Regions from separate parts of the Macaca mulatta genome. Here regions 1, 2 and 3 are each linked to region 4. A link is a contact called in public Hi-C data. All regions are on one chromosome and are shown on one strand. Each heading gives the region's core, a stretch centred on a gene start, on an enhancer-like site or on the middle of the called end of the contact. The rest is flanking DNA. Distances are from core to core; before and after follow the strand shown.

What was found. Hi-C and Micro-C count contacts between places; a contact is called where the count stands out from the background.
Region 1: a contact with region 4 is called in a Hi-C map of fetal cortical plate, with 5 times the contacts expected there. The contact joins the enhancer-like site here to the promoter of BOD1 in region 4. A contact is called at or near these places in 7 of 14 Hi-C or Micro-C datasets (CD4 T cells, blood, cortical neurons and 4 more).
Region 2: a Hi-C map of fetal cortical plate shows a contact between it and region 4, with 4 times the contacts expected there. The contact joins the promoter of CPEB4 here to the promoter of BOD1 in region 4. A contact is called at or near these places in 5 of 14 Hi-C or Micro-C datasets (blood, cortical neurons, fetal cortex germinal zone and 2 more).
Region 3: a contact with region 4 is called in a Hi-C map of fetal cortical plate, with 4 times the contacts expected there. The contact joins the promoter of NSG2 here to the promoter of BOD1 in region 4. A contact is called at or near these places in 3 of 14 Hi-C or Micro-C datasets (fetal cortex germinal zone, fetal cortical plate and liver).

Annotation. Positions count from the first base shown.
Region 1 is chr6:182,838,724-182,843,843 of T2T-MMU8v2.0, forward strand. No RefSeq gene overlaps it. Among named protein-coding and RNA genes, the nearest start is that of C6H5orf47, 27 kb to the right of the region's middle. Within about 2 kb of position 3,573, at least 13 of the 40 cell types and tissues checked have an H3K27ac peak or open chromatin away from gene starts, as enhancers often do. A contact at or near this core is called in CD4 T cells and fetal cortical plate, where this site is marked.
Region 2 is chr6:182,763,730-182,768,701 of T2T-MMU8v2.0, forward strand. CPEB4 (cytoplasmic polyadenylation element binding protein 4) reads left to right here and starts at 2,573. Exons shown (of 9, transcript XM_015141429.3): 1 at 2,573-4,972. The coding sequence starts at 3,965.
Region 3 is chr6:182,918,618-182,923,906 of T2T-MMU8v2.0, forward strand. It overlaps NSG2 (neuronal vesicle trafficking associated 2), which reads left to right and starts at 2,893. Exons shown (of 5, transcript XM_015141455.3): 1 at 2,893-3,030; 2 at 3,903-4,053. The coding sequence starts at 3,925.
Region 4 is chr6:182,494,671-182,499,340 of T2T-MMU8v2.0, forward strand. BOD1 (biorientation of chromosomes in cell division 1) reads right to left here and starts at 1,274. Exons shown (of 3, transcript XM_015141427.3): 1 at 796-1,274. The coding sequence starts at 1,032.

The DNA.
Region 1 (5,120 bases), core at 2,323-4,822, 350 kb after region 4:
GCCTGTACTGTTAGTGCACCTGCTGCCTGCCCCGCAGAGTTCTTTTTATTTGTAGCCTTCAATATGTATACGGGCTGTAAGCCCAGGATCTCAGCATTCAGGCGTCAGTTGAAGGCCAAATGCCCAACAAAAGTGAAAAACCCAATGTTTAGTTAATAACGAAAGTCCGTATCCGGGAGGTTCAGTTTTGAGTCTTTGTCAATGAATCTTGATTTGTGACCAGACTACCAAAGGGCTTGAAAACACGTCTCTTTTGACTTCTAATTCCCATTTCCTCCCCAGACCTTAGTGTCATAGGATACGGTGTGCGGGATTATCATCTCTATGGCATGTCAATTGAAAATACTATCTTTGATTTGACCCATTAATCATGTGGACTGCCAAGTACTGTAATGTGTTAGTGTTTATATTTTAAACTGCATTCTCAAACTTTTAACATAAGGATTTATTGTAACAAAATATAACACTGAGAATATCCTGTTTTGTCTAATTTGGTATCTGTTCTTTCTTGAGTATAGTATTCTCAAGACTAGAAGAGGTTCTTGTCCTGAGAGAAATGGACTATGAGATCTTTTGCTTCTAAATTGCCTTTCCCAACATGCAGCTCTTCCAACTGTAGAGATTACTGAGGGAAAGGGCAGGCTGGACAACTTCCTCTTTCTCTTATCCGGCAATTCCCAAACCTTATGTCGAGCATTCAATGAAGGGCCTTGAGGAAACCCCAGGGATGGGACACTGGAGATATGGGTGGCATTTGGTTACCACGTCTATAATATTCCTAGGCATTCTGGGATGGTTTCACTATTTTAAGAAAAAAAAAGCCCAAGCATATTTATTTTAGGAAATGTTTATTTCAGGTAAGTGAGATATCAATGATGCTTGATATAACAACTCTATCTTGAAATTATATAGGTGCATTGCGTTGGGTGTTTTAAATCACAGAATGGTGCATCTGGAAAGGGTGTAAGAGGCTTCCTGGGCTATATTTCTTTATTCACTGATTGCCTAAACCTACCAACAAGAAAAATTCTTTTTATTTTTACCTTTTGTTTTTACTATCTAACCAGATGAATAAACAATGGAAATTCTCTACCACATTCTTAACAATCAAGTTATTTCATAACCCCTTTTGGTAATGGGTTTGTGTCCATAGCTAGGTCAGAAAGTAATTTTTCTAGGGTTTTTTTTTTTTTTTTTTTTTTTTTTAAGTTTGGGAAATACTCAGTTTGATCAAAGGTCATGGGGAAAGTAATCTCTGATTTTAAAAATTGAAGAATATTGAAGGTGTCAATGAAGTGAGTTAGAAATTTTTAAGGAGTAATTATTTTCTGAAATGTGTAATAACCAAATAATAAACAAGATGAAACTCTAATATTTCATACTGTGATCTTCAGAGGACTAGGATAGTCCTTGCCACAAGAAAAAGACAAAAAATAAGAAGTTTTACCATTACATACACTTAGAAAATGGTCACCTTGTATCTTGCAAAGTCAAAATAATGCACATTTGTACATTAGCTTATTAAGACTTCGAGAAGTTCTACAATGAAGAAACCTTTTTTGTTTGTTTGTTTTTGTTTTTGAGATGGAGCTTTGCTCTTGTTGCCCAGGCTGGAGTTCAATGGTGCGATCTCGGCTCACTGCAACCTCTGCTTCCCGGGTTCAAGCCATTCTCCTGCCTCAGTCTCCCAAGTGGCTGGAATTACAGGCATACACCACCATGCCCAGCTAATTATTATTGTATTTTTAGTAAAGACGGGGTTTCTCCATGTTGGTCAGGCGGGTCTCAAACTCCCGACCTCAGGTGATCCGCCTGCCTTGGCCTCCCAAAGTGTTGGGATTACAGGCGTGAGCCACTGTGCCCAACCAGAAACCTATTTGTTGAAAGTGTCCCCCTTACCCCAATTTCTCTGACTACAGATTCTGTTTATGGGTAACACAGGATCCCCTGGAACATACTTTGGGATATACCACTGTAACATTTTAGTATGTTTCAAGAAACTTTGAAACCCCATTTTGTTTTTTGGCATCCATACATGTGTTCTGGAAGGGTGCTTGGCCCTGCCACTTGCGAGCCACATTCAGAGCTGTTTTCATTGCCCACACATACTTTACCGGAGTTCTAGGTATTTGCCTAGCTTCTAACCCCTGTCCTAGTTCCAGTGCATCCTCCTAATTCTGTCCTCCCTCTACTCCCATCCCAGAAGAAAGAAAAATAAAAGCTACTTTGCACAATAAAGCTATTTTGATTATGCTTTTCCCTGGCTCAGACCAGCCCTTGTTTCTCATGAGTGCCTCAAATGCCACTTCAGACAAGCAGCTCGTGCTTTGAATCTGCCATTCTGTGATCTGCTGTGTCTCCCTTTCTCATTATTCCTATATCCTCCTTCAAATTTTTCTTCTGCAAACTTCCCTCAGCACCCCTCACCCACCGATTCTCTTGAGAATAGGGGCCACTGGCTTAGAATAAATTCTAAGAATTTAGAAAATGAACATTTGCGCCTCACTCGGAACTCTTATCTAGCAATACCAATTCAGTCGTTCTCATTTTATTTTGCCGTGCCTTGAGTCTTCTCCGGATATTTTGAGTTATCTTTCTCTAGTCAAGTTGGGTGTCATTGTTGGCTGTCTGGAAAAAGTGTCTTATTGTGATTCAGCGTGGTGACCAGAGTTGGAAAAGTACACATTGTCTCAGGGAAGTTAAAAATGAACAGCAGCATCCCAAATCAGAATGTGAGCAAACCTCCAGCCTTTAGTATTGCGTGTAATTTGATTCAGTGTCAGGGAAAAACTGCCTGTGGGTAGCTGGGCTGGAGGTGGTGAATCAGTGCATGCAAATGCCAGCAGCTAAGCTGGAGCTTTCTTTATCCTTTTCATCGGAGTTCTATTTCAGGAAGCCCGGCTTTGATACCATAAAAATGTCAATGTGATCAAGCAAATGTCACCATTTTAAAGAGATTATTTTCAACTCTTCTCTCACCTCCCTGTGAGACCTAGGAGTGACTCCCCAGAACCCACCAAAGGCAATAGAGCATTTTAAACTCGTGAAATAAGTTACCCAGGAAAAGAACCAGGAGGGGTGGTGGTAAAATAAATATGTGAGGCTGCAAAGAATGTTTTAGGTAGGATCCAGGAAAGACCTGGCGCTTCCTTATTTGGAGGAATGAAGGTGATACAGGAGCTGAAAGGAAATTATTTAGGCGGTGAGTGAGGGTAAGAGAGTCCTCAGTAAGGCTTCCCTTTTAACAAAACGCAGCCCCAAAATCGTTTCTTTTCTAACAAAGAGCAGCCTGTAAAATCGAGCTGCAGACATAAATAAGCAAGCTGGAAGCCGGCATAGGTAAATGCCGGCAGCTGTGCCAGCAGGAAAAGGCTAGCTGGGGACCAGGCATGTTCAATGCGGAGGCTCCCTCTTCCTTTTCTTTGTCGCTATGTGTGCAGTAGAAAGGCAGGCAACATGGCGTTGGCCAGGCAGAGACCCCATCTGCATAATACAAGATTAGGGTGGGATGGCCAGCTTCTTTGTGCGTGATGCAAGTGTCACACCTGGTCCGACCAATCTCTCTGGCCCTACGTGAATCAGACACGCCTCCTCAAGCTCATGTATAAAACCCACGCATTTCACTCGGGAGCCCTTCTCGCTTGTGAGAGAGCGAGCTATTCTCTTTAACCTCCACTGTTAAACTCACTTCTTGTACGTCCGCGTTGTTGATTTCCCTGGCGTGAGATGACGAACCTCGGGTATTTCCCCCAGACAACGACGCCGCTTCAAAGGCACAATTCCCCTTTCATGTTTGGGGCAAAAGTGCTGTGGGCCCTTGCGTGTTTGGTGATAGAAGGTTTGGTTCCAACAGCAGGCTGCGTGGGGTGGGGTGAGGGTGGCGTGGGGTGGGGTGAGGGTGGGGTGGGGTGGGGTGGGGTAGGGTGGAGTGAGGGTAGGGTAGGGTGGAGTGAGGGTAGGGTGGGGTGAGGGTAGGGTGGGGTGGGGTGGGGTGGGGTGGGGTGGGGTGGGGTAGGGTGGAGTGAGGGTAGGGTGGGGTGAGGGTAGGGTGGGGTGGGGTGGGGTGGGGTGGGGTGGAGTGAGGGTAGGGTGGGGTGAGGGTAGGGTGGGGTGGGGTGGGGTGGGGTGGGAATGTGGAATAGTCACATCCATCATGTGACTCTCAGCACTCCTGACTACAATGACGGAATGATTTGGTTCAGAAGAAACTAGTAAATGCCGATCACCTGTTACATATCAGGCCTTACATACATTAGCAAGGATAACACTTCCATGAGGTATTGAACAGATCATAGAGCTGTCTCATGGAGAAGGTGGGTGATTTGACCAAGGCTGGGATGTGCCTAGGTCCCAATTCTCATCTACTAATCTCAAATCTTCTCCTTTAAACCTTCTTGCCGCTGGATTAGCAATGAACAGGATCAGGGCTTTTTATCTAAGTTGGGTTTTGTTTTTAAAACAGAAGTTTCATTCCTAAACCTAATCTGGATGTAAGTGTCATATTTGAAAGTATAGAGATAGGATGATAAAACAAAAGTTGTAAGATGGCCGGGCACGGTGGCTCACGCCTGTCATCCCAACACTCCAGGAGGCCTAGGTGCGAGGATCAGTTGAGCCCAGGAGTTCAAGACCAACCTGGGCAACATGGCAAAACCACGTCTCTACAAAAAAACAAACGAACAAACAAAAAACGTAGCTCGGCATGGTGGTGTGTGCCTGTAGTTCCAGCTGCTGGAGGATCGCTTGAGGCTGCAGGTTGAGGCTGCAGTGAGCTACAATGGTACCATGGCACTCCAGCCTGAGCAACAGAGTGAGACCCTGTCTTGGGGGATAAAACTAAAACAAAAACACCACAAAAGAAAACCAAAAAAAACCTCAGCTACTCGGGAGGCTGAGGCAGGAGAATGGCGTAAACCCGGGAGGCGGAGCTTGCAGTGAGCTGAGATCTGGCCACTGCACTCCAGCCTGGGTGACAGAGCGAGACTCCGTCTCAAAAAAAAAAAAAAAAGAAACCTCAAAAGTTGTACAATGGCTGAGAACAATGACTCATGCCTGTAATCCCAGAACTTTGGAAGCTGGGAGGATCCCTTGAGGCTAGGAGTTCTAGACGAGTTTGGGCA
Region 2 (4,972 bases), core at 1,323-3,822, 270 kb after region 4:
CAAGGGGGCAGTTTCCCCATGCTGTTCTCTTGATAGTGAGTTCTTATGAGATCTGATGGTTTTATAAGTGTTTGACAGTTCTTCTTTCACTCTGGTCTCTCCTGCCGCCTTGTGAAGAAAGTGCTTGCTTCCTCTTCACCTTCCGGCATGATTGTAAGTTTCCTGAGGCTTCCCCAGTCATGTGGAACTGTGAGTGAATTAAACCTCTTTCGTTTATAAATTACCCAGTCTTGAGTATTTCTTTATAGCAGTGTGAAAATGGACTAATACAACTTTTTAGGAGTCTAGCACTTCACATGTATCTCATGTAATTTACAAACTTAGCAAGAGAGGAAATATCATTCACATTTTATCTAGGAGGAACCAAGGGCTTATAGAGGTGATGCCCAGGTCTGCACAGCTAGGAAGCAGCAGAGCTGGTATTCAAATTCAGGGCTGTTTGGTTCCAAAGGTGCTCTTTTTTCCAAGTCATGGCTGCCATTTTAGCCACTGATAATTAGTAGCTCTGAGGGACCCTCAACCATCTACGGGGCATGGAACATTCATTTGTTCATTCCATAAATGTATTTTGAGTCTGCTCTGTGCCAGACCCTCTTCTGGCCACTGGGGACATAAAGCTAAATCAGACACAACCTCTGCCCTTAAGAAACTAACCCACTGACAACCAGCAGTAATTAAAAGAGAGGAATCTACAAGATACTAGAGAGAGGGCCAGTCAAGGAAACCATTCTGGAGGAAATGACGCCTGACGGAACCAGCTAAGTTTCCAGGCATGTCCAGTTGTAGGGAATAAACAGCAGGTAAGACCCAATCTCTATGCTCAAAGAATCCATAGAAGAGTTACAGAGACACGACTCATGCTCATGACACAATGAAAGAGAATAAAATCACCAATTGAAGGCCCTCAGGTGTTCTACATGGAAGTGATGGAGGACTGACAGACTGAGGCAGAAGTTGAGACCATTAGAGGAAGGCTATGGAAAATGAAATGGAAGCCACCTTTGTTCACACTATTCTTCATTAATCTTGGTATCTTACTTTTCCCTCTAGTTTTGCCAGTTACTTCTGGCTCTACCCTGATTTCTTTGTTCATTTTCCTTCCTGCTAAAGGAAAATACTTATTAACATCTTTAAAGCTGTGCTGAGAGCAAAGTATTATCCTAAGCCCTGATGGTGGTCATAGCATTGGAAATGTACAAAGATAAACAAGACATTAAAGCCCTTGAGTAGCAAACAAATAATGAAAAGTCTGATATGTGAGCTCCAAACCAAATGGCAAAAGGAAGGAAATAATTAATTCAGACTTGGAAACAGGGGTGAGGGGTGGGGGATGGGTGATGGGTGGAAGGCGTGGTGGTGGGGTGGGGGACTGTCACCAGGAAAGACTTCATTGTCGCTGGTTTGTTCATTCACATTTTCAGGATTCATTCACTGATGTCTCCTATCTACAGTGTCTGCTCCTCAAAGAGCCCACAGTCCAGCACAGGTCTGGAAGACATAAACCATCACAATGTAGTGTGAGAAATAAGCACGAGACCTAAACAGGGCCGTGGAGGCTTATAAGAGAGAATTCAGAAGATACTGTTGGTGGCTTTTGAACTGATTCCTAAAAATAAATAGGAAATTACCGAAGGAGAAGAGTGGAAAAGGCATGTAAAAAGGCATCGAGAGTGTGTTTGGAGGGGGATGAGGCACTAAGATATATTACCCATTAGGTAGAAAGACTTGAATACCAGACTAACAAGTTTGGCCTTTATCTTCGAAATAATGGGCAACCATAGAAGAAATAGGAGCATATGAGGGCCAAGATAAAATTTTAGTTTTGGAATTTTCCCTTTGGTATTGCGTGTAAGGTGTACTAGAACGAGATGATACCGGGGCTTAGCCACAGACGCCTCAGCTGCATCTCTGCGCCTGGGAGACGGCACCACATGCGAGCCTAGCTGAATGGGAGAGTGGGAGGTGCGGGCGAGTGCTTGGAAGGTTAAGGGAGAGTCCCTCCTGAGGTCTACATTCTGGGCAAGGGCAAACGCAGTTCTAGGCACCGCACAGCTGCTGGGAAGACCCGCCTCCCCTTCCAGATCCCTCTGGGGCGGAGCTCGGGCCAGAGCACGTGATGCTTGGAGCACCACCTTTACTGTGGGCACTCTTCTCATTCATCCGCGGTTTCACGGGCCACCACTTCGATCTCCAACACCTTGACCGTATGCCTTCGTGAGCGAGGAATCCGTTCTCCTTGACATGTCCCTATTACTCCTCCTGCAAAGCCCAGTTAGGGAAGAGAAATATCAAAGAAGTCCCTTGCCCACACAAAAGATGGCGACCTGCTGCGCTCACTCTGGGTGGGGAGAGCGGGTTCCAGGCGCCCGGCCTCACTAGGCGAGGCGCAGACGGAAGAGGCGTCTCTGGAGGTAACTTTTCGACCTTCCTGGGAGTAGCTCTGAAGCGAGGGGGCGTGGTCTAGTCTGAGTTCTAACAGATGATTGGTCTTCCGGCAGGTAGGTGGGGTATGCGCGCTACCCCACCCCTCTCTCTTCGAACCGGAAGTGTCTCTGGGTCTTTCCAGCTGGTTGTCATTTCACTCGGCTCGGTCCTGAGGAGAAGGACTCAGCCGCGGCTGCGGGACCCGGGCACCGGGAGGCGGTGGCGGCGGCGGCGGCAGCAGCAGCAGCGGCGACAGCAGAGGAGGAAGAGGAGGAAGAAGGAAAGAAAAAGAAGAACCAGGAGGAGTCCTCAACAACGACAGCGGGGACTGCGGGACCAGGGTAAAGCGGCGACGGCGGCGACGGCCCAGCAACCGTGAGGAGAAACAAAAGCCTTCTAAATTATAGTTTAAAAAAAATTCTGGGAGAAAGAGAGAGAAAGCCGAGGGGGGAGGCCCTTCTCCTTTAAAATAACTACGGTAGTGGGTTTTTCCTTTTTTTCCTCTTTTTTCCCTCTCTGCGGAGAATCGAACTGAGGGAACTGAACAAACCGCCCCTGGGTCCCATGAGGGAAAAAAACCCCGGAGCCGCAGAGAGGGGAAGAGGCAGAAACCGCAGGACCTTCCAGGTCGCCCCCTCGGTCCCCGCACCCCCGGGCCGCCCGCTCCCCCTCGTCGAGTCTCGCTAACCCCTCCTGATCGCGACCCCCACAAGAGGGAGAAACGGGTGTTTCCAACCCCTTTCATGGGGGAGAGGAAGCCGCGGGGAGCCCAGGAACAGCGACCGCAGCAAGATCTGCACCCGGAGCCTCAGGAACAGCCCCAGAGGCCAAAACTGCACCCTGCGAAAGAGCAGAAAACAGGACCAGGAACAGCAGAAACCTCCCTGCGATCATCTTTCCATTAGTCAATGCTGATTTCCTCTCCCGAAACCAGGAATTCACTTCCCACCCCAGATAACCTAATATAATCTATATATATAAATATATAATATATAATGTTCTTAAATTATTCCTGATTTTTTTTTAACCAAGCTGCCAAGAAAAGAACGTATTCCCCTCTTAGCCCTATTCTAATTTTTATGTGAGTGAATCTAAACTGCTGAGGAAAACCATATGTGATTGTTAAATTATATATATCTATATTTTTACTCCGCGCAAGGCTTATTCTTCTACATCCATAGATGCTTGAGAAGCTCTGTTTTTGTCATTCATGTACATTTTCCTTTGGAAAAAGAAAGCGCCTATTTTACTAACCAAAGACTTGATTTTTACCCTCTTCATTTTTATTCCCTCCTAAAAATAAGCCCAATTGGATCCATGTCAATGTTTTAAGAGATTTTTTTGAGTTGTTTTTTTCTGTCAGAGACCAGAATTCCAAATCAGAACAATTTAAGGTGATAAGCTGCGATCTTTGAGCTAGCTATAAATAAGACATTTCAAGCAGGCAAGCAAACAACTTAAATTTTGGGTAGAGGAAAAAAAGGCGTGAGGCATCACGTTGTCATTTTTTATTGTGAGATTCTGCTCCCAAAAATAATAAATGGGGGATTACGGGTTTGGAGTGCTAGTGCAAAGCAATACTGGGAATAAATCTGCTTTTCCAGTCAGATTCCATCCACATCTGCAGCCTCCACACCATCACCAAAATGCCACCCCCAGCCCTGCTGCTTTTATAAATAATAACACAGCTGCCAATGGCAGCAGTGCTGGGTCAGCGTGGCTTTTTCCTGCTCCAGCTACCCATAACATTCAGGATGAGATCTTGGGGTCAGAAAAAGCAAAAAGTCAGCAACAGGAACAGCAAGACCCTTTAGAAAAGCAGCAGCTTTCCCCCAGTCCAGGTCAGGAAGCTGGAATACTGCCTGAAACCGAGAAGGCAAAATCAGAAGAAAATCAAGGGGACAATTCTTCGGAAAATGGCAATGGGAAGGAGAAAATAAGAATCGAATCTCCAGTGTTGACAGGGTTTGACTATCAAGAAGCCACTGGGCTGGGTACTTCAACCCAACCCTTGACATCTAGTGCATCGTCTCTTACTGGTTTCAGCAACTGGTCAGCAGCGATAGCGCCTTCCTCCTCTACAATAATCAATGAAGATGCAAGTTTCTTTCACCAGGGAGGGGTCCCTGCTGCTTCGGCTAATAACGGTGCTCTGTTGTTTCAAAATTTTCCCCATCATGTCAGCCCTGGCTTTGGAGGCAGCTTCTCTCCTCAGATCGGGCCTCTCTCACAGCACCACCCACATCACCCTCATTTCCAGCATCATCACAGCCAGCATCAGCAGCAAAGGAGGTCTCCTGCCAGTCCCCATCCCCCACCCTTCACACATAGAAATGCTGCTTTTAACCAGCTGCCTCATTTGGCGAATAATCTTAACAAACCCCCGTCTCCATGGAGCAGTTACCAGAGTCCGTCACCAACACCCTCCTCTTCCTGGAGCCCGGGCGGTGGTGGATATGGTGGCTGGGGAGGTTCCCAAGGCCGAGATCACCGCAGAGGGCTGAATGGTGGAATAACGCCACTGAACTCCATCTCGCCTTTGAAGAAA
Region 3 (5,289 bases), core at 1,643-4,142, 430 kb after region 4:
TTACCCTGCTGTGCAATGTAACAGCATAATTTATTCCTCCTGTCTAACTGTAACTTTGTACCCCTGGACCAATCTCTAACCCTTCTTGCCTGCTCCCTACTATCTCCAGCCACTGGTAAGCACTATTCTACTCTTTACTACTATGAGATTAACTTTTTTTTTTTTTTTAAGATTTCACATTAGTGAGATCATGCAGTATTTGTCCTTCTGTACCTGGCTTATTTCATTTTACAGAATGTCCAGGTTCATCCATGTAACCACAAATGACATAATTTATTTTTTTTGTGGCTGCATAGTATTCCACTGTATATGTGTGCGTGTGTGTGTGTGTGTATATATATGTGCATATATATATATATGGAGAGAAAGAGAGAGAGATCAGCTTTTTAAAATCCATTTATTTGTTGGATACACTCTTGGGTTGAATATTGAATATTGAATAATTGGCTATTGTGAATAGTGCTGTCATAAACATGAGAGTACAAATATCTCTTTGACATACTGGCTTCCTTTCCTTTAAATGAACATTCAGTAGTGGAATTGCTGTATCATATGGTAGTTCTATTTTTAATTTTTTTGAGGAACCTCCACGCCGTTCTTCGTAATAGCTGTACTAATTTACATTTGCACTAATAGTGTGTAATAGTTCCTCTTTCTCCACGTTCATGACAGCATTTGTTATTTTTGTCTTTTAATGATAACCATTGTAGTTGGGGCGAGGTGATATCTCATTGTAGTTTTGATTTGCATTTCCCTGATGATTAGGGACATTGAGCACTTTTTCATATACATGTTAGCCATTTGTATGTCTTCTTTAGAGAAATGTCTATTCAGGTATTTTGCCTTTTTTTGTTGTTGTTGTTGAGACAGTCTCACTCTGTCACCCAGGCTGGAGTGCAGTGGCGTGTTCTCAGCTCACTGCAACCTCTGCCTCACAGGTTCAAGTGATTCTCCTGCCTCAGCCTCCTGAGTAGCTGGGATTACAGGCATTCACCACCACGCCTGGCTAATTTTGGTGTTTTTAGTTGAGACGAGGTTTCACCATGTTGGTCAGGCTGGTCTCAAACTCCTGACCTTGTGATCCACCGACTCGGCCTTCCAAAGTGCTGGGATTACAGGCGTGAGCCACCGTGCCTGGCCACCAATTTTTAAATCAGATTTTTTTTTTTTTTTGGCTGTTGAGTTGTTTGAGTTTCTTATATATTCTGGGTATTAACCACTGGTCAGATGCATAGTTTGCAGATATTTTCTTCCATTTTATAGGTTGTCTCTTTAGTCTGTTAATTATTTCCTTTGCTGTGCAGAAGCTTGGCTTGGAATTATTAAAAGTGTGATTTCTACGTATGAATCAATCACAAGACATGTCAAAGGGAATTTCTTTTTCCTCTGGAGGCAGCAATAACAGGATTAACCACAAGCGTTCACAATTGACTCCACGTGGTTGTCCACATTGTGCTGTCACAATGATTGCACCTGAAAAATCATCTAGGTCTTCGGAAAGAAGAGAGTGGAGGACTAACATTTACTGGGACACTCCCATACCATATATATGCATACTTCTACTAATATAGCCCTGTGCAGCTCAGATGTGCTAGCCTTTGTTGTCTCAGAAAATCTCTCTCTCTCTCACCCGCCTCCACACACGCCCCTCTCCACATGTTTCATTACTGAACAGTATATATAATACCTAAGTTTTCTCCTGACCTTTTAGCTAGTAGAGTGTGTGCTCAGCACATGAGCACTAACTAGGGTGACCTAACAATTTATCACATAAACTAGAATACTTTTGAAAGCAAAAGGGGACCCTATTACAAATGCCAAGACAGCTGCGCCTCATGAAGTGCATCATAAACAGCACTGCAGCTGGGAATGAACAACCATCAGTGGCTTGAACCACAGCTTAGTGAAGACAGTGGCAACAGCCTTGACCTCAGAGGATTTGAAGAGGATCTATGCGCAATCCCCAGGGATGAAATAATTCAGCCATTCAGAACCTTGTCCCTAAGTAATAAAGAGTTTCTTTGAGCACAGTCTCTTCTCATATTTACAATCACTCTGCAAGAGAGATATTATTATTCTTACACCAGAGATAAGGAAAGGGAGGTTTAAAGAATGAATACAAAATGTCCAAAATCCTTACAGCCAGAATTTGGTAGAGAAGACACTAGGACTTGGCCCTCTCTGATTCCAGACACCAACTTGGAAGCCATATAATGTCCTGGGCTGGATACAAATTTTGGTGGCCACCAATCAGCTTTCAAATTCCAGCTCTAGTTACCTTGGCTGACCTGTATGATCAGAGTACAATGTTGAATGTAGTAGCAAATGTGAATGCAGTGCTTGCCATAGTCGCTGCTCTGTGCTAAATGCATTCCCTATGCTATCCCATTTCATGCTTTGTACTGACCCCATCATGTATGTACTATTAGAAACCCCATGTTGCAAATGAGGGAAATAGTCTGAAAGAGGCTGGAAAAGTGCCCACTGCATGAAAGATACACAATAAATATATTTCCCTTCTGTCCTGACCACAGGGTCAGAGCACAGTAGAGGTCTTGAACCATTCTGTGTTTTATGATATTGTTCTGGAAGGTCTTAGGAGGCGATCTCTTCCCTAATGAATGTGCCTGCTTTTCCAGTTTTTCCAAAGGTTCAAGAATTACTTACTATATGGTGCATATTATTATTATTATTTTTGATTTGGCCAAAATCCCTCCCACTTTCTTGAAACCATTTTGCCCCATGCAGTGGTTGTGGTCATGCATAAGAAACAGCAGGTGGTGCCAGATGACAGATGGTGTGGGAGCGCGTTCCCCGGTAGGAGGGGGCGCGAGCGAGCAAGCAGGCAGGCAGCTGCCAGGAGCTCTTCCCCGCTCGCTCACGCCTGCTCTCAGAAGCTCCGATCCAGACACACGCGAGGCGCTATCCTTTCAGCACCACAAGCTCGGGCTGAGGAGGGAGGACTCCCGGCCGTCCTCCTCCTCTTCAAATTGGCTTGAATCTGCTCTGACCCCACAAGAGTGCAGCACAGTAAGTAGGCATTTGTTTTTGCTATAACCACTCCCCAATATCTTCCAAACCCTTTCACCCCCACAACAACCCTGTTTTGTCTAAACGTTCCATCAGCAGGATTGAGAGAAGAAATTCAGTTGTGTTGAGCTTCTGGGGGTGGGAGGGGAGCACCATTAGACTTCTAAGGGATCTGGAGATGAATAAATGTGATTTGTTTATTTAGTTGGCAATCCTGCAATATGGGAGCTGCTAACTTTCCGTGGAACCAAAAAAAAATGGCCCTTCGCTATTGAGGAAATGGAGTCATTCCATGGCTGAATAACAGGATCAGGTTCAAGCTAGCCTTTTTTTTTTTTGCTTTTATTTTAGGAAATTGCACCTCATGTACAATCCACATATGATGTAACAGGGTACACACTGAGACATTGAATGTATTTATTGTGTTTTAGGGTATTACTGATAGAAAAACCAACATAATAGAATAGCAACCAGAGTGGTGAGGTGAAATTTATCATGCTGCAGGGGGGATGGTATAATAGGACTTCATTTTGCACTAAGTATAATCTTTTTACTGGCATTGTGTGAACACTTTAGCTCTAAAAGTGTATTTGTTTTACATTTATATTTTTTTGTGTGTAGGTTTAGGATTTTCCTTGAATTCCTTAAATTTGAGTGCTGTTGAACCCCATGGGAAGGTGGCATGTTTTGATGATTGAAGTTTTATTGGACAGTGGGAATCATGTCAGGAAATCTAGTGGAAGATCAATGACTGATCGCAGATTGAAAGCCCCTTGAGTGGAGCTGTTGAGGACAGTGCTGTTTTCTCTGTCGTCAGCCCTCTCTTTCTGCCTCACCTCCTGCTGTAACCAGAATCCCACTGCTTGCCTTAGGTCTGGGAAGAAAGGCGTAAGGATGGTGAAGCTGAACAGTAACCCCAGCGAGAAGGGAACCAAGCCGCCTTCAGTTGAGGATGGCTTCCAGACCGTCCCTCTCATCACTCCCTTGGAGGTTAATCACTTACAGCTGCCTGCTCCAGAAAAGGTAAAGCAGGTGCTTTTGTTCTCATTAGCCCCCAGGCTCCCCCCATCTCAGGAAATAAAGCAGCAAAAAATTCCACCCCCCAAACCCTTTCATCCCCTTATCTGCCAAATGTGCTCCCTTTCTTGTAAAATGTAGTTATTCCTCCAGAGCCGAGACATCGCTTGTATTATTTCAGATTTATGGTAAGTGTTTATTCATTTTTTGTTTATATCTGCATAAATGGGCAAGCAAATTGATCTTTCCTTGTTAAAGTTTTCTTACAGCTGGTGAATACTAATAAGCTTCTAGATGGTGACAGAAAATTCATCTTGATTATTTTGGGAAGGTCTTTCAAAAATTGACAGGTATAGATTTGAGGACAGAGGATTGGATTCACTCCAGCAAGCATTCAGTTTGCACCTGCTAAGACCCTGTCCCTATACTAGAAGTTAGTTATAAAAAGACAAAATTACAAAAACCTTTTCTAGTATGACAGTTTAATCTACTTCATCCTGGTAAATGTTACACCTGAGCATTACAAAGATCGTGAGGGTGCACAGGTGGAAACAACTAAATTCTGTTGGGGTGGAGAGGGTTTGGGAATGGGGCTGAGAGGACAGGTTAGGCAGACTGCAGAGGAGAGCATTTGAATTGGGCTTGTAAAGGTGAGTAAAAAATCTTCCTGGCAGACCATGGATTGGGCAAAGGAAGGCATTTTAAGGCAAAGCATGGAGAGCTTTGGGGGAGCAGCATGACTGCGGGCGAGTGTCTTTTGGGGAGGCGTGGCTGGAAATGAGTGACTGGCTGATGGCACATCTCCTGACATGGGAGTAGTCCATGAAGAATGGAGGTGGGCATTCACACAAAGGTGGGGTGTGGGTTACGGACACAGAAGGGAGAAACAATATCATTTAAGGTCCACCTGGGACAACCTGGGGTTTTATTATGTGAGCTTTTGTACACGGTAAGGGAGAGACTTGGAGGCCAGTGATGGAGTTCCCTGACTGAAGAGCGAACAATGGATCATTCCATCTGTTTGGTTTCCCATTGGCATCTGCAGGAGGGCATTGTGTGTCTTAACCAATTGGCTTCAAGCAATCAATAGAAGAGAAGCCAAAGCTAGATAAAGGGGCTGCTGATTGGCCAGGGGTTGAATCGTTTGTTTTGAAAGTGCAGAGATTGTCAATAGGAGAACGTGCAAGGGTGGGGTGGCTGACAGAGAGAATTCTTAAGAGCCATCCTAAGGAACTGATAAAG
Region 4 (4,670 bases), core at 24-2,523:
ATGTTTCCATGACAGGCTTTGGTAGGAGAAATTACTACCCTGTAGGAGTCCAGTGACAAGAGTCTCCTAACCTACAACCATAGTCGTGGTTAGGCAAGTTTTGAAAAGGGAGAAAATGAACATTCCAGCAACTACTGTATGTCTGATACTTAACACCCATTATTTCACTGAATCCAAACCACTCTGACAAGTAGGTAAAGTGAAATAGTGTTTTATCGGTGGGACTGACCTATGGCATTAAGATCTAAACTAGGCACCAAATCTCCTTTAATCAATGATGAAGTGCAAAATAAGGGTGCTGTTTCTACAATTTATCTTAATTCAACGCCGTACTAAAGTCTGCAAAACACTAAGCTAGAGAAAAGGTATAAACAGTTATAAAATGGTGAAGACTGTGTGTTCAAATCATTGTTTAATGCCAGCTTCTCAGTGGTGAGTACGGAACAGGTGGAAATTCTAAAGCACGCTTGCTTAACTACTTGGTTTCGAAGTTTGTTACTAAGGGCCTTAGAGGAGTTCCATCTTGGGAATGACAGGGTCTAGGCTCTAAAATCCACATCGAAACCCCAAGTTCGGAGAAGCGACTGGGTAAAATCACAGCTAGTAAATGACCAGGCGGGAACCCACGTGTGCATCGCTCAGAAAGCTCTCCGTACTGCCCCAAGCGGTGTAAGACCTCACTGCTGAGATTTTTAAGCTATCTTTTGTTTCGCTCTCGGCTTTCGAAAATCAAAGCTGCAACCCAGCGGCCTCACGTGCAGCCCCGCTCCCCTATGCCCAGGCGGCCGCAGCTACCTTGGTGTCCACGTCGGCCAGGCAGTCCCGGCGGAAGCTGTCAAAAAGGCCCCGGCTCTTGAGCTGCTCCACGATGAGAGCGATGAGCTGCGGGTCGCCGGGTGGCAGCGAGGCCGGGTTGATGGGGCCACCGCCCCCGCTGGCCCCAGTAGCGCCAGTCGCTGCCCCGGCAGAGGCCTGGCCCGCTCCGCCACCGCCCACCGCGCCCGTTCCCCCGCCGCCGCCGCCGTCCGCCATGGCTGTGCCCCGGGCCCACAAGGGAGACCGATAATAGCTTCTTCTCCAAGACAGAAGGCCTTGAACGTGTAGAGGTGGCGAAGGGGGCGGTGAAGGAGGAGGGCCCCAAGGCGGCAACGGCGGAGGTGACGGTGGTGGTGGCGGCGGTGGCGGTGGCGATGGCGGCGGGGGCGGTGGTGGGGGCGGCGGCGGCGAAGGCCAGCTCTGAGACAGCAGAGGTTGTGGCAGACGCGGCAGAAACTGCCTGCTCGATTCCAGGCGCGCCCTAGATGGCGTCGCCGTTGGCCTTTGCATTGTGGGGCGGGAAGTTTTCTGTAGCCATCTCCGGCGTTCTTTATAGGCAGCGGCCTAGCAAGGGAAACTACAACTCCCGGCAGGGCTCTGGCTTGCTCGTCGCTATTTCGCGGGGCAATATGGGAATTGTAGGCGCACTCCTCGTGATCGCTGCAACCCGCCTGGCCTTCCCCGCCCACTCTCTGCTGACTTCCCATTCAATCAACACGTCCCAGGAGTGCCTGATTGTAACAGTCATCTGTGGAGCTGGTTAAAAGTATAGATTACCAGAATTATTTCTTAAAGATTTTGACCTAGTATTTACGGATCGAGACCTAGCAATCCGTGCTTTTAGCATGCACCCCCATGTCCTCCTTGAACAACGTGTTCCGGGAAATTCCGGAAAAGTTGAAACAGTCAAACGTCTATTGTTCAGAAATTTGTGGGTTTCCCTCCTTTGGGTGTTAATAGCAATGCATACTCATTTTAGAAAATTGGAAAATAACGGAAAAGTGTGAAGAAGAAAATAAAAGTTTTCGTTAAGTCTCTCTTATATGTGTGTGGATTTCCTCCCAAATATTAAATATTGTCAATAATAATAAGCCAATATTGAATAATTAAAAAGTACCAGGAGTGATGCTATGCACTTTGCACGCACTGCTTCACAATAATCTAAAAAGCAGGCACATACTACCATTATTGCTATTTACAGACGTAGAAATGGAGGCAGAGAAAGTTTGTTAACCTAATCACATACCTAGAGGTAGAAGAGTAGGATTTGAACCCAGGTTTTGAGGATCTAAATCTCGCTTGTTTAGCCTGAGGTATCCTGAGAGCTAGTTGGTATCCCACAATAGGTAAGGCTTTATATCCTGAGTTTTTTTAAGTAGCCGCAATTCACCATTGGAATCCCATAGCTGCCACCATTTTCCTCTCTTCCCTTCATCTTTTGCCTATTGTTAGCTCAACTCCCCCTACCCAACCTCAGCAATTATGTCTGCTATTGTTATTTCCTCATCCTACACAAGCAGTAGAGGGGATGTAAATATCAAATTCTGCAATATCCTTGGCTCCTGGGAAGATGCAGAATTGGCAAAGATCCAGGATGTTCTCCACACCAATATTTAGTACTCAAGACAGTTTAAATTTTTTTTTTTTTTTTGAGACGGAGTCTCACTGTATTGCCCAGGCTGGAGTGCAGTGGTGCGATCTTGGCTCACTGCAGCCTCTGCTTCCTGGGTTCAAGCGATTCTTCTGCCTCAGCCTCCCGAGTAACTGGGATTACAGGCTCATGCCACCACACCTGGCTAATTTTAGTATTTTTAGTAGAGGTAGGGGTTTCCCATGTTGGCCAGGCTGGTCTCGAATTCCTGACCTCAAGTGATCTACCCGACTCGGCCTTCCAAAGTGCAGGGATTACAGGTGTGAGCCACTGCACACCTGGCCAAGAGAGTTTAACCCTCAAAAGAAACATTCAGGTGTTGGATTATACTCATCCTCTAACACCAGCTCATTCACAATGGGTCAGTTAATGACAAACATTCTTTCTTGATAGCTCACCATCTTTGAGATTACCTAATGTCTGTTTCTACTGGTTGACTCCACACTGATCACTCACCTTCAGCCCCTGGAGAAGCCCAGTGCAGGCTGCCTCAGCTCCAGGTTCTTTCTTCTACAAGCCCCTGATCACTCTGACTAGTCTCTTCTCCATTTTTGGCACCCCACACCTTACTCTCCTTCCTCAGGGAAAATTCTTCTGACCCCTAGATCCAATGAGGTCTTTCTTGCATGCGCAGACACTCAAAGCCTGATTTTTTGTAGCAATTATTATAATTGGAAGTGAATGAGTTACAGACAAATTGGCCACCTGTGTCCCCTGATAGAGTGTAAGATTTAGAACGGGGACCATGACTTGTTCATCACTGTGTCTCCAGCTCTTAGCACAATGGTTCTTAGCTCAAAGAGAATGTATAAATTCCTGTCTGTTTCCTAAAGCTGTGGGATAGCGTCACAGAGTGCGTGGGTAGGATTATGTGTAGCCATACTCTTCAGAAAAGAAGGAGCATTCTAGCAGGAGATGATGGATGAATCTGTCATGACTTAAATGGGTAAGTGATCCTGGAGATTGTCTGCACATGGTTCACACTGTGACAATTTCACTGTCTGTCATGGGGACCTGTGTCCTGGTTGCTGGGTCTCTGAATGTTGACAAGAGGGCTGCATTCTGTATCCATGACCTTCCCTCTGGAATCGAAGTAAATGGTGAGAGAGAAAAGGGGAAGGGGATGAGGAGTGAAGATGATCAAGCCGAAGGGAGGCTTATTATTTATCCAAACCATGGAATAGGAGGCCTCCATGACATCCAAAATGTATTCTTCCCCAGTCAAGAGACATGTAATACACACCAGCAGTCATCAGAGAGCGCCATTGCTGTATTAATAATCCAAAACATTCGGAAATGTCTGTGCAGAATACGGTTTTAACTTTGGTGTAGGTAGTAATCTGGTTTTCAGGTATCCTTCACGTAGCAAATTCTTGTTGCTTCTCAGCGTTAAAACTTGTCTGTATTAAGTTGCCCAACTCCAAAGATTTACACATTTTAGGTGCTGAAATATTTTTTGTCGAAGGCTACGTGAAAAAGTAGAACTTCCACAAGCCCAAATCTAGACCTCACAGAAACTGGAAAGAAATCAGATCTATCGTTTGCCAAGGGAGAGATAAGAAAGTAGTCAAATGTGTGGACTTTTTGCATCAGGTGACACTGGATTGGAATCCCAGCTGGCAAAGCTGAATCACCTCTCTGAACCTTAGTTTCCCCAGGACAGCGGAGAGGCTTAAGTGCCATTTTGGCAATCCATTTTAGCACAATTCTTGGTCTTTAGCAAATGTTTAATAGCATATCATCATCATGAATTTACATTTGGGTCAGGAGGTTATTTAACTTCTATTTCTCCTCTTAGCCTCTAAATTCCACAAAGGCAGGGATTGTCTGTTTCAACCATCATTGCATCCCTAGCAACAAGAACAGGACCCGGGACATCAGGCTCTCCACAAATACATGATGGATAAATTAAAAAAAAAAAAAAAAAAAAGGAAGGATGAGTGAATGGGAAGTTTACTCTTCTAGGTGTAGGATAAGGCCATTTAAGACTTTTGACACTGCCCTGGACCAAATGTCAGAATATAGTCAATATTCAGAGGGGCCAAGTACAATCTAGGGATCTGTCCATAATGTATGACTAAACTGGACTAAGAGTCTGGGGCTTGGAGCAGGCCCAAGGTTAGAAGATGATCTGGGAGTTGCCTTGGTAACCTTCCAACCTTCTAATCAAAGATCCTGGTCCTGAAGCGAGAGCATTCCAGAG